4 separate regions of the Mus musculus genome follow, and all the other regions are linked to region 1. The links are chromatin contacts, called in public Hi-C maps. All regions are on one chromosome and are shown on one strand. The core of a region is the stretch at or near the end of the contact, and the rest is flanking DNA. Distances in the headings are between cores, read along the strand shown. Region 1 overlaps Rreb1 (ras responsive element binding protein 1). Region 2 overlaps Gm30863 (a long non-coding RNA gene). Region 3 has its middle 23 kb from the start of Gm47754. Region 4 overlaps Gm40915 (a long non-coding RNA gene).

Region 1 (2,663 bases), core at 82-2,581:
TCTTTGATAGTTCTTTTCTAAGAGGCTTTGTGCCTTTAAGAAAATCTATATAACTTCTGGGGCAGGGCCTTGGAAAAAGAAAACCTGTAATTGTAAACTTAAAAAATAAATACGCCCACAGGCTAACACTTGTGCCAAAGCTAAGCTCAAACCATAAATTCTGACCGAGCTCTGGCGTCAGCAGAGTTCCTGTGAACAGCCTCCTGGATGAGCAGGGTACAGTGCCTGAGACTCTTCTGAGGACATGGGTTCCCACCCCAAAGCACCCCCCCCCCTGTCAGCTGCCTTCCCTTTTGAACTGGTTTGGGGAGAATCACAGGACCTTTCTGTAAAGCAGGCTGTAAGAAAATGTTCCAGTCTAATGGGTACTGTGGCAATGATGGTTAAACATTATCAGGATGGTCTGTGGCAAAGACAGCTGCTGCAGTGCCTTGGGCTTCCAGCCGCTTGGGAAGCGGATCAGGCTTAGCTCACAGGGACTCAACCATTGCAGGCTACCTGTCCTCACTCCCAGATCCTAGGGAATTGTGTGGAAATAGAAGTTGGGGGTTGGGGGTGCAGTGTGGTTAGCAAACCAGCTGTGGCATTCTTGCCCGAACAAGAGGGTCTAACCTGGGCAGAAGGACCCAGCAAGCCCAAGGCATTCCATTGCTCTCACTGGTCTGAATAAGCAGTGTGGTGGGAAGGGTAAAGGTGTCTTACCCACTGGGGTCAGCTCTCCCAGATAGCCAGTCCACTGTGATGTGTCAACACTGAGGTCAGGACAAGGGGGTCAGGGGTTGGAATCAATGACTGTCACTCTATCCACACTGACTCCTAGGTTCAGGGTGCCACTCTCCAAACTACACAGCACTCCATCCCACCAAAGTTTGAGAAGTCACGAGAGACAACTGCAACCCTAGATGAACACATTAGAGGCTGGCTTGGATCCCAGAAATGGGCAAACGCTAACTTTCAACACCCACGGAGCCTGAAGCCTGTGTGTGCAATGCCCTCCCTGCTACTGCTACCAAGTGGCCTGAGGCAGCTTACTTTTTTGTACGGTGTGTTTTGGTAGGGCTAGCAAACTCTAGCAGTTAGACCATGGAAGTGTATTAAATAGAGGACTTGAGTAAATACAGAAGGTGATGGGGGCAGCGGGCAGAAAAGGAACGGAGCAGCGTTAATTACTCTGTAAGGGCCGAGGGAGGAGGCACACATCAGCACAGGAGCATAATACCCGGACAGGTCAAGCAGAGTTGTGATTAAGAAGGACATGCACAGTGCTGTCTCAAACAAGGACAGATTTATACAGGGAGGAGTTATTGAGAAGAAAAGCCCCGCCTTGCCCCGCCTCAACCCGCCTCCCAACTAAAAGCTTGGAGGGCCACAGTTCTTGCAGTACTGAGTCCACTGGGCAAGGGCTGCTCACGAAAGCTGCAGGATCTGGGTCCCCCAGACTTCAGAGCTTCGTGTTTCCTTCAGGGGTTTAAGTCAGGAGCCGAAAGCGCACAATATCCGGCTCATCCTATCTTCCAGGATCAGAGCAATGGCAATTTTAGGAAGGAAGGTGCTGGATCCCCCCCTGGCAGCTGCAAAGTCCCCTGGGGCACTGACACTGTTTCCCCAGCTCACACAGTCTCGGCAGGGGCTAGGCCCCCTGAGCTGTAGCTGCTCAGTGCTCCGCCCCAGCTTACACAGCCTTAACCGAGTTCTGGGGAGCACCCTCCTCTCTCTGGTTCTCCATCACCTAGAGTTTCTACCTGTGCTATCATGGGATCCAACATCACTCTCTTTTGGGGGAATAAGCCCGTTTCTTCTCAGGGAGCAGGTGGTAACTCCGTGTTTGCGCAACTGGTGCCGCTCACAGTTAGATTTGGTAGAAAAGAAGGCATCGCATTTTTGACAAGGGAAGGGTTTCTGACCTGAAGCAGGAAAAAAAAATACGCATTTATCTGGCTTTCTACTGCAATGAAAAAGAAAAGTTGCTTTTGATTTACTCTTCTGGGATTGCTGGCATTTGTTCAACCCTCCACCCTTTCCTTTTAAGAAAATAAGAGAAACATACTTAACAAAAAGAAACAGAAACTGAGAGACAATGACTAAAATAATCATTTTCCCTTAGCCTTCATGTAATGGAAGGAGTTGTCATCAAGAGACTAAAAATAAGTTAACAATGAAACCAAGATACATGTGTTTGAAGCAAGACAATAAAAACTGTTAACACCACAACATTTCTAAGGCACAGCAAGCAATACCTAAATGAACCAGAGAAAAAGCACTACTGGATAGCCTGGCAGGTAGAACTGAGAGGGTGAGGAGATGGACCTGGGCGTGTGTGTAGGGGGGAGGGGGGAGGGCGGGGGAGGGGGGGAGCAGGCTCAAGTCTCCCAATGGGAGGCAACCTTCAAGGCCCATATTGAGAAGTCAGAGTGAGCCTCCCTCTAGTGTGGCAAGCAACAAGATTCATGGTTCCCAGGTTTTCATTCTTCCTTTGTATGGGCTAAGGGAGTGACCAACACAGGCAAGTGTGCATCAGGCTATGTACTCTGCTCCACAGAGGCACGAGCAAGGCCAGCCCAAACCCTAGGCCAGCACTACAAACACGGTGATGATGCGTTGGCAGGAGAAGCCCTCTTTCTGTCCCAGGGGAGGTTTCTGCTTTGGCCTGCTTATATCCTTCA
Region 2 (2,663 bases), core at 67-2,566, 430 kb after region 1:
TGATTCCATTCTTAAATGTTAAAATTTGGCCCAAGACGGTCTCCATATATGGTGAACTGAAATCTAGGTTGATATGAAAGCAAGCCGTAACCTAAGAGCGTTTTCTGATAACCAAGTAATGCAGTGGAGCCAATCAGAGGCTACGCACTGCCAAACTCAACCGCGTGGGTCCATGCTGACTCTAACTAAGCAAGCTGTTTCTGTAGGTCACTTCCTTTTCTCTGGCTATGAACGCAGTCTGTGCAAACTGTTGAAGACATTCTGAATTGGCTTCCCACTAGAGAGCTGCCTGGATCTAGAACCTTCTTTCTGGCCAAATTAACTGTTGAAATGAACTCAACTCAGATTTTCTCTTATCACTTGTCTCTGAAAATCATATTTAGTTGGTCCTCTTAATCTGCTAAGTCTGGTCAGCTAAGCAAGTTAGTGCTAAAACTTCTCCGCTGTGTGGGCATCCTGAGACCTTCTCCCCAGGGTGTTCTAAACAGAGACTTGGTTAAGGTCAAGGTTGGACCTTGACACCATTTGTGGTTCCAGTGACTTGGTGCCTCTGTCTCTACGAAAAAGATGAACGGAACAGCATTTGTAGCCTCTGGTTTTCAGTTAACGCGTAGTTGCCAGAGAGTTCACTCACAGATGCTTTTAGGCCATTAAGCCAAAGGGCAGAAGGAGAAGGAAAGAGAGAGTAATCTGGGGAATGCAAGGGTGAGGCTTTCTTGCTCCCACTAGCTGGAATGGTCTTTCTGCAGGGAAGAAATGCGGCAGTGGATCGTGACTCTTCAGGCCCAGCACGATGCTTGGACTGGTAGAACGCTTTTCCCGCGTGTTTCCTCCGGGGTATTTGGGCTTTTGTTTTCTGCTGTGCTTTGCACAGAAGCTGGAAATCTGCCTCCCCCAAAGCGGACTTCCTCCCCCTTTATAAACTGACCCCTGGTGGTTGCTATAGCAACCACAAAGAGCGACTGCTGAGCTGCATAAACAAGTCCAATACTCAGTGCTGGGGCAAAGCAAGCCCTCAGAGAAGAGTGAGTGCGGAGGATGAATATGATGTGGCGGAGAAGCGGCTCCTAGGAAGATCTGTAAAGCACCCGCCCAGCCCTTACTTTCTCTTCTCCTCCCATCTCTTGTATCCCATCAGCCCCGGGCGAAGACAGAGGATCTAGGAGGGTAGCATGCAGGGGCCTGCCTTTGATGCTGGGGAAAGGAACGCCAGATGACTGAAAATGAAATTTAAACATTTGCTCGGAGCTCAAGGCTAGAAATATGCCAACCTGACCTGGAAAAACAAATAATCCGAGCGGCTGCCACACCTGCTGCAGGCCGAGACACCCTGCCTGATGTCGGAAAGCTAGGCCGCTCTGCTCAGCCCTCAGCTATGCTTGATTTCATAAATTATGCTAAACTGAGACAAAGGCTGGAGATTTCTGAGATCCGTGCTACTTGAAATATGACTGCTGCGTTTTTTGGAAGGAAGAATGGGTAGAAAAAGCCCACCCTAAGATATGAGGTCCCGGGAATTTGTAACACACACACACACACACACACACACACACACACACAGAGTTATCTCCAGGAACTTGGCTCCTGGTTGCAGGAAACTTTCTGAATACAATCACAGAGACCCAAAGATCAGTGATACATTGTCTCTCCCCTCTCCTCCCCTCCCTTCCTCTCCCCTCTCCCCTCCCCCTCCCCTCCCTTCCCCTCCCCTCCCCTCCCCTCTCCTCTCCTCCCCTCCCTTCCTCCCCTCTCCTCTTTCCCCTCTCCCCTCCCCTCCCCTCTCCCCTCCCCTCCCCTCTCCCCTCCCCTCCCCTCTTCCCTCCCCTCTCCTCTCTCCCTCTCCTCTCCTTTCTCCCTCCCCTCTCCCTCTCCTCTCACCCTCTCCTCCCTCTCCTCCCTCCTCTCCCCTTTCCCCTCCCTCTCTCCCTCTCCCTCTCCCCTCCCCCTCCCCTCCCTCTCCCTTCCTCTTCCTCCCTCTCCCTCCCCTCCCTCTCCTGTCCCTCTCCTCTTCCTCTCCTCTCCCTCTTCCCTCCCCTCCCCTCCCCTCCCCTCCCCTCCTTCCCTAGTTAACTCATTCCACCCTCATTTAGCTTTTTTTTCTTTAAGTGTTTGTGAGGCTCCTAAAAGTGAAAGTCAGCTAGAGATTCTGCAGAAACCTTGTGTTTCTTTTGTCCTTGACTGGCCAAGACAGATTCTCGGATCATTTCAGAAAGCCAAGGTTGCCTCATTCACTCTGATAGGGAATCTAGCCTAATGAACTGCATTTACAGTCAGGGCACTCATTTTTAAATTTACTTAGCTATTAAACAACAACAAAAAACATATGAAGACACTCTGAGGGTCATTATTCCAAAATAATGATTAACAGTGTAACAACTGTTTGTTTTGTGGCTGAAGGAAGTGCCAGGGCAGGCCCACACCAAAGCGTTCCCTCTGAGAAATCAAGTCATGAGACCGACCTAATATAAAGAAGGTTTATCATCAAGAAGGGAAGCAGGGTGCAGAGGGGGAGGGGAGAGGGCAAATATTTTATTATTCCATTTGTGTTAGATATTAGAGTACTCAGATTCAGAGACAGACAGCCGAAAGGCAGTTGGCAAGGGTAAGAAGGGAGGGTGAAAGGTTGGGCTGGAGGTATAGAGCTCAGTTGGTAGATGCTCACT
Region 3 (2,663 bases), core at 90-2,589, 340 kb after region 1:
GGCAATCAGGTAAAGAGCAAGCTTCCTTCTTCCATGTCCTTTATATAGGCTGCCAGCAGAAGGTGTGGCCCAGATTGAAGGTGGCTCTTCCTACGTCAAAAGATCTGGGTTAAAGGTGTATCATCCAACGTCACAAGATTTGAATTAAAAGTGGGTCTTTCCCACTTCAAATGATTTCAGGGGAAAAAAAAACCTTACAGGTGAACTCAGCTGCTTTGGTTTGGGCTAATTCTGGTTGCATTCAAGTTGACAGCCAAGAATAGCTGTCAGGGGTGAGTCTAAGGCCATACCTGCCTTTGCTCATCTGTTTGCTCGCATGCGTGGTGGGCTGGAGAGATGGCAATGACTTCTCCCTTCTCCCACCCCTCCAGTTCTGTATCTGGGTGTTATTTACAACAAGTCACTTGCAGAAAGTACAGCAGGGCAGTGTGCAGAGGCCAAGTGACATCAGATCAGCGTTCCTAGTCCTTGTGTATTATTAGTCTAGGCTGTTTTAAGTTTGTAGCTGTTTTTCCTTTCTATCATGATATACTGCTAGACACAAGGCAGGACCCTGTCTCTGACCTAGTCTTTTCTTACCCTCACCCACCAACACTCCCCGTCCTGCTCCCGTGGAGGGAGGATGCGCTGGTGGCGAATCACCACAAACGGCTCATCCACAAATCTGTGTGGATAAAAACATCGTTATTTCAAAGTTTCAGCCACTCTGGAGGCCAAGAGACCTTGAGCACTTATCACTCCTGCCTCCTCCAAAGCCAACCCTGGACAGACAGAGGTAGCACAGCCGCAGAGTCTGCATCATGTCGCCACTCAGTTCTGAGTTCAGAGGCTTCACTGGCTAGAAACTTATCCAGTGTGTCAGAGGTCTTCAACAGCCCATGCCTCTTCCGGGTCACTTAAATATGTAGCTGACTGAATGCTGAGACCTTCTGAAGTCTGAATTACGTTGTATCTCTCTGGAGAGCATGTTGGTGAGGTTGCATACTGCAACAAAAGGTCCTAAAAGGATGTTGCAGTCTGGTTCTAAGAGAAAAACTCCAGGGCAAGGCTATAGTTTAGTGGTGGAGTACTTGCCTAAGAAACCTTGAATTTGATCCCTGGCACGAAGCCCCACCCAAACAAGAAAAAAAAAAACATATGGGTGTATTTTCCTCCTTTGAGGCTTATGAGGCAAATTTGCATATCTCCCCCATAAATTTGCATCTACCTGACACATATTTGCATTTATGCTCGGAAGATTCTACTTCCAAATGAGGCAGTATGAGACCCCTCATATGTACTGCCATTTGTACTGCTCCTCTTGGATGCATGTCATTGGCTTCTGTTACTGCTGTACTGTTTCATAAGCTTGTCCTCCGTTTCCCAGAAATGCTGACAAAAGTCACCACGGTTGTGAAACTCAGCCCTGAAGGACATCAAAAAGAAAAAAGGCTTCTTGTGAACTGGCAGCTAGTGTGTTAGGTGTTGTCTGTCGACATCAGGATCCCTGTGGACCTATCACAGAGCCCTCTGAGACACCACTAGTTACTACATTATGCCTTGAATTGTATTTATGTCAAAGACTATGCTTATATTTACAGAAAAAGATCGTATCAAAAAGTCGTATTTTTTATAGAAAGGGTTTTCATCTAAGGTATGGGAATGTACAAAGCAGTTACTCTCCAGTGTGGTGTTAGGGTGATTCACTGGGGTTTAAAAATGATGTTATCAAGCTAATGATGCAATTATATGGGGATGTGGACAAGTTGGGTCTCCTCCACGAGCCTGGATTTTCTCTAGGAAGAGGGTCATTAAGCCAAATGGCAGCGCTCCTCACCTCAGGCATCTGGAATTACCATTTTAATATTTGCCACATCCTTTTCTCCTCTATATTATTTTCCTTACTTTCCAACAGAAGTAGTGTTTTCTGCCTTCTTGTAATCCTGAGCAAACTCTCTTATAAAGCACATGTTTGATGTGATTTTTGCTTACACATCACGAATTGCCATAGTCGTCTTAAATATCTTAGAAATCTTTTATTTTTATTATGTTTGTGTGTGCGCATGTGGTGCATGAGAGTGTGCCCGCATGCGTGTTTGTGTGCGCGTGACGACAAAAAGGGGGGAGGGGTTAGATTGCTTGGATCTGGAGTAGCCAGCAGCTGTGAGCTTCCTGAACAACAACAAAGGGATCTCCCAGCATGCCTTGAAACTGGGGAGAACCAGATAATTATGTTTATTTTTAATTTTTATGTGTATTGGTGTTTCACCTGCATGTATATCTATGCAACTATGTTTGTGCGGTGATCATGAAGGCCAGAAAAGAACACTGACCTCCCGGAACTGGGGTTAGAAACAGTTGCTAGTCACAGTAGGTGCAAGGAATGGAACTTGAGTCCTTTGGAAGATCAGTCAGTGCTCTTAACCACTGAGCCATCTTTCCAGTCTGATAATTGTTTTTTGACCTATATTTGTTATAGGACAAATGCTCAGCTTTGGTTTGACTCTGTTTCCTAACACTCATTTGACATTTGTTTTTTATGCCATTCTGACAGTGTCAAGAGGGCTCTTTCCATTGTCACAGGAGTGGACTCCTGATAACAAGATTTTCTTCTGTCCTGAATGTGCTTGCCTGTCCTTCAGACTTGGGAAAGGCTGCACGAGGTCTTTGTCATATGTCAGCAC
Region 4 (2,663 bases), core at 108-2,607, 320 kb after region 1:
TATCATCCTGTTTTATGTGATGGAAGAGGGAGTGTGAGAGGACCTAACAAGAGGATGGGCCTGTGTAGCCCAAGGAAGAGAACTGTTTGTGACCTGGTATGCCATCAAAGCATGGCTGGCTCATAAAGTCTAAGTCTGAGTGACTCAAGCTTATTGCCTATTATATTTAGATGCCCAGAATGGTACCCTGTCACTCCTGTCCTCACACAGCAGCTGCGTGCTGGCCTTGGGCTACGTCTTTCTCATGTAGTGTCCTGGCTGACTTAGCAGGAGTATGCTGGCTAGAGTACTTTCACAAAGCGTGCCCACCGTGCACTATCTGCAAAGTATCAGCCTGCACTGTCAAAAGATCACACTTTGATGCTCTGAGGTCAGCCTGGTGACTTTGAAACCGTCCCATCCAATACCACTCCAGCTTTGCTGATGGTCAAACCGGTTCCCATCACCCATCACCATCTTTTTTTGTTTTTTGGTTTTTTTTTGGTTTTTCGAGACAGGGTTTCTCTGTATAGCCCTGGCTGTCCTGGAACTAACTTTGTAGACCAGGCTGGCCTGGAACTCAGAAATCCGCCTGCCTCTGCCTCCCAAGTGCTGGGATTAAAGGCGTGCGCCACCACGCCCGGCTCACCCATCACCATGTTGACCATTCTGGAAGTTTCTATGTACGAACAGGAAACATATAATCCAGGTGGAAGAGAGGGAGGGGCCACAGTTCCAGGAGCTCAGTTTTCTTCCTGTTTCCTGATTTTGGATGAGTTACCAAAAGCCAGTGGAAGGCATCTGCAACTCTTTTTAATGATATAGAAACCAGGCTAGGCCCTGCCACCTCTATAGCACATGGTGACCTACTGTGGTCAAATGTGGAATATTGCAGAAAGAGCTCAGGGCTTGGTCCATCTAGTCCCAAACCAGTGCAGACTCAGCAGAAGCGAGTAGGAGATTAGAACTGGAGTGACCTGGGTTTGCTGGCGGCGGGGTGGGGGTAGGGAGAGGAAAGGGTAAATTTTCGAATTTTCTAAGATGCTGGGTCAGCTCCCAGCCTATCTGGGATGTAGCCTGCAGAGAAGGCTGGGTGATGAAGGAGGCCATCTGGCTGTCAGGCTAGTATAGACATGGGGTGACCTTGGGTCTGTCTGCTTGTCAGCCTGGAGGAAAAGGAGGGGGAAGAGGAGGAGGAAGAGGAAGAAGAGGGGAAGGCCAAAGAGCCATTGGCCAATGAGGGCTATGTGTGTGAAAAGGGACTTTGGGGTTGGATTTGTCTGTCACGAAGGCAGGGCTCCCTTTGTTCTGTGCTGTGCAGATCCAAGGTGAGCAGCCAGCCGGCCTCACTCCTCCTGTGGGTGTATTTTAAGCTCTCAGAGCGCTGGTACTCTGTACCCTTGTGGACTTACTGTCTGCGTGGGAGCCTGGGCTCCTCTTGCTTCCCCACAAGGCAAGGTCACTCCAGGCTGGTGGTTTGTGCAATCCTGAAGTTTGACTGTGGGACAAAAGTCACAAGTCCTCTAGTAGCTCTCATGATACCTGCTCTGAAAAGTCCCTAGCTGGTGGAGACTGGTGCCATCCTGTCCAGTCCTCAGCTGTCAGCTCAGTGTGGGGGGGGACACACACAGGACTGTCTGTCATCCGGCCAGGCTGTGGCCACAGCTGTGGTACTGGAGGGCTCCTGAGGTGGGAACCTGTACAGGGTGGCACAAAGCACGAAGCATCGGCTCAGACCTCCTGGCAGGAGCCTGTGAGTCTCTCTGCTCACTTGCATAACACTTCCTGTGTGTGTTTCCTCAGTCTCAGCAACGGTCAGGTCAGCAAGTGACCTTTAAAACCACTGAGAAGCCGCCACTTTCGGAGGCCAGGCTGTCACAGAGCCACCCCTTCCTGCCACCCTTCTTCCTGCTAGGGCAGCTGCACACTAGAGGGCCGATGAAAGAAAAAAACAAAACAAAACAAAACAAAACAAAACAAAACAAAACAAAACAAAACAAAACTTAAAGTTTTAGGCCAAACATGGTGATCCTAACCTGAAATCCTGGCATCAGGGGACAGGGAGGAAGAGAAGGAGGAGGAGGAGAAGAAGGAGGAGGAGGAGGAAGAGGAGGAGGAGGAAGAGGAAGAGGAGGAAGAGGAAGAGGAAGAGGGGGAAGAAGAGGAGGAGGAAGAGGAGGAGGAGGAAGAGGAGGAGGCATTTGAAGCCAGCCTAGGCCACAGAGGAAGCTGTCTTTAAAAAAAGCAGTATTTGTGTGTGTGTGTATGTGTGTGTGTGTGTGTGCACGTGCGTGTGTGTGTGTGTTGTGTGTGTATGTGTTGTGTGAGTATGTGAATGAGCGAATGTATGTTGTATGTATATGTGAGTGTGCATGAGTGAGTGTATGTTGTGTGTGTGTGACACTCTCTATCCATTCATCCATCAGCAGGTACCTAGGCTGACTGCATCTATAGTTCAGCTCCCTTGAATTGTGCATTTGTGTGATTGCACACGTGAAAGTCAGAGGACAACCCCAGGTGTCCTGTCACACCTACACCTCAAGAGTTGCTTACCTTGATTTTTTTGTTTTTGTTTTAGGTTTTGTTGTTGTTGTGTTTATTTGTTTTTGTGTTTTAACACGGGGTCTTGCTATGGAGCTTTGGCTGGCTTGGAACTTGCTGTATGAAGCAGGCTGGTCTAGAAT

The links. Hi-C and Micro-C count contacts between places; a contact is called where the count stands out from the background.
Region 2: a Hi-C map of muscle stem cells shows a contact between it and region 1, with 2.3 times the contacts expected there. The contact joins two enhancer-like sites. A contact is called at or near these places in 4 of 15 datasets of contacts at CTCF or cohesin (the G1E-ER4 cell line, embryonic stem cells, large pre-B cells and 1 more), 61 of 484 Hi-C or Micro-C datasets (B cells, the BV-2 cell line, the C2C12 cell line and 25 more), 11 of 115 datasets of contacts at active chromatin or transcription factors (cardiomyocytes, double positive thymocytes, embryonic basal ganglia and 7 more) and 2 of 9 other capture datasets (embryonic stem cells and liver).
Region 3: a contact with region 1 is called in a Hi-C map of liver, with 4 times the contacts expected there. The contact joins two enhancer-like sites. A contact is called at or near these places in 2 of 15 datasets of contacts at CTCF or cohesin (large pre-B cells and pro-B cells), 14 of 484 Hi-C or Micro-C datasets (the G1E-ER4 cell line, the HPC-7 cell line, beige adipocytes and 10 more), 4 of 115 datasets of contacts at active chromatin or transcription factors (acute myeloid leukemia, double positive thymocytes and embryonic stem cells) and 1 of 9 other capture datasets (embryonic stem cells).
Region 4: a contact with region 1 is called in a Hi-C map of liver, with 5 times the contacts expected there. The contact joins two enhancer-like sites. A contact is called at or near these places in 2 of 15 datasets of contacts at CTCF or cohesin (large pre-B cells and pro-B cells), 16 of 484 Hi-C or Micro-C datasets (B cells, the C2C12 cell line, the G1E-ER4 cell line and 10 more) and 3 of 115 datasets of contacts at active chromatin or transcription factors (double positive thymocytes, large pre-B cells and liver).

Annotation. Positions count from the first base shown.
Region 1 is chr13:37,940,784-37,943,446 of GRCm38.p6, reverse strand. Rreb1 (ras responsive element binding protein 1) reads right to left here. Exons shown (of 12, transcript NM_001177869.1): 10 at 1,743-1,904. Among named protein-coding and RNA genes, the nearest start is that of Gm52041, 24 kb to the left of the region's middle. Within about 2 kb of position 1,331, at least 34 of the 459 cell types and tissues checked have an H3K27ac peak or open chromatin away from gene starts, as enhancers often do. A contact at or near this core is called in brown adipocytes, liver and muscle stem cells, where this site is marked.
Region 2 is chr13:37,512,679-37,515,341 of GRCm38.p6, reverse strand. All of the region lies in intron 2 of Gm30863 (a long non-coding RNA gene), which reads left to right. Among named protein-coding and RNA genes, the nearest start is that of Gm29590, 5.4 kb to the right of the region's middle. Within about 2 kb of position 1,316, at least 100 of the 459 cell types and tissues checked have an H3K27ac peak or open chromatin away from gene starts, as enhancers often do. A contact at or near this core is called in liver and muscle stem cells, where this site is marked.
Region 3 is chr13:37,602,472-37,605,134 of GRCm38.p6, reverse strand. No RefSeq gene overlaps it. Among named protein-coding and RNA genes, the nearest start is that of Gm47754, 23 kb to the right of the region's middle. Within about 2 kb of position 1,339, at least 25 of the 459 cell types and tissues checked have an H3K27ac peak or open chromatin away from gene starts, as enhancers often do. A contact at or near this core is called in brown adipocytes and liver, where this site is marked.
Region 4 is chr13:37,619,070-37,621,732 of GRCm38.p6, reverse strand. The region is part of intron 3 of Gm40915 (a long non-coding RNA gene); the gene reads left to right. Among named protein-coding and RNA genes, the nearest start is that of Gm40915, 7.2 kb to the left of the region's middle. Within about 2 kb of position 1,357, at least 179 of the 459 cell types and tissues checked have an H3K27ac peak or open chromatin away from gene starts, as enhancers often do. A contact at or near this core is called in liver, where this site is marked.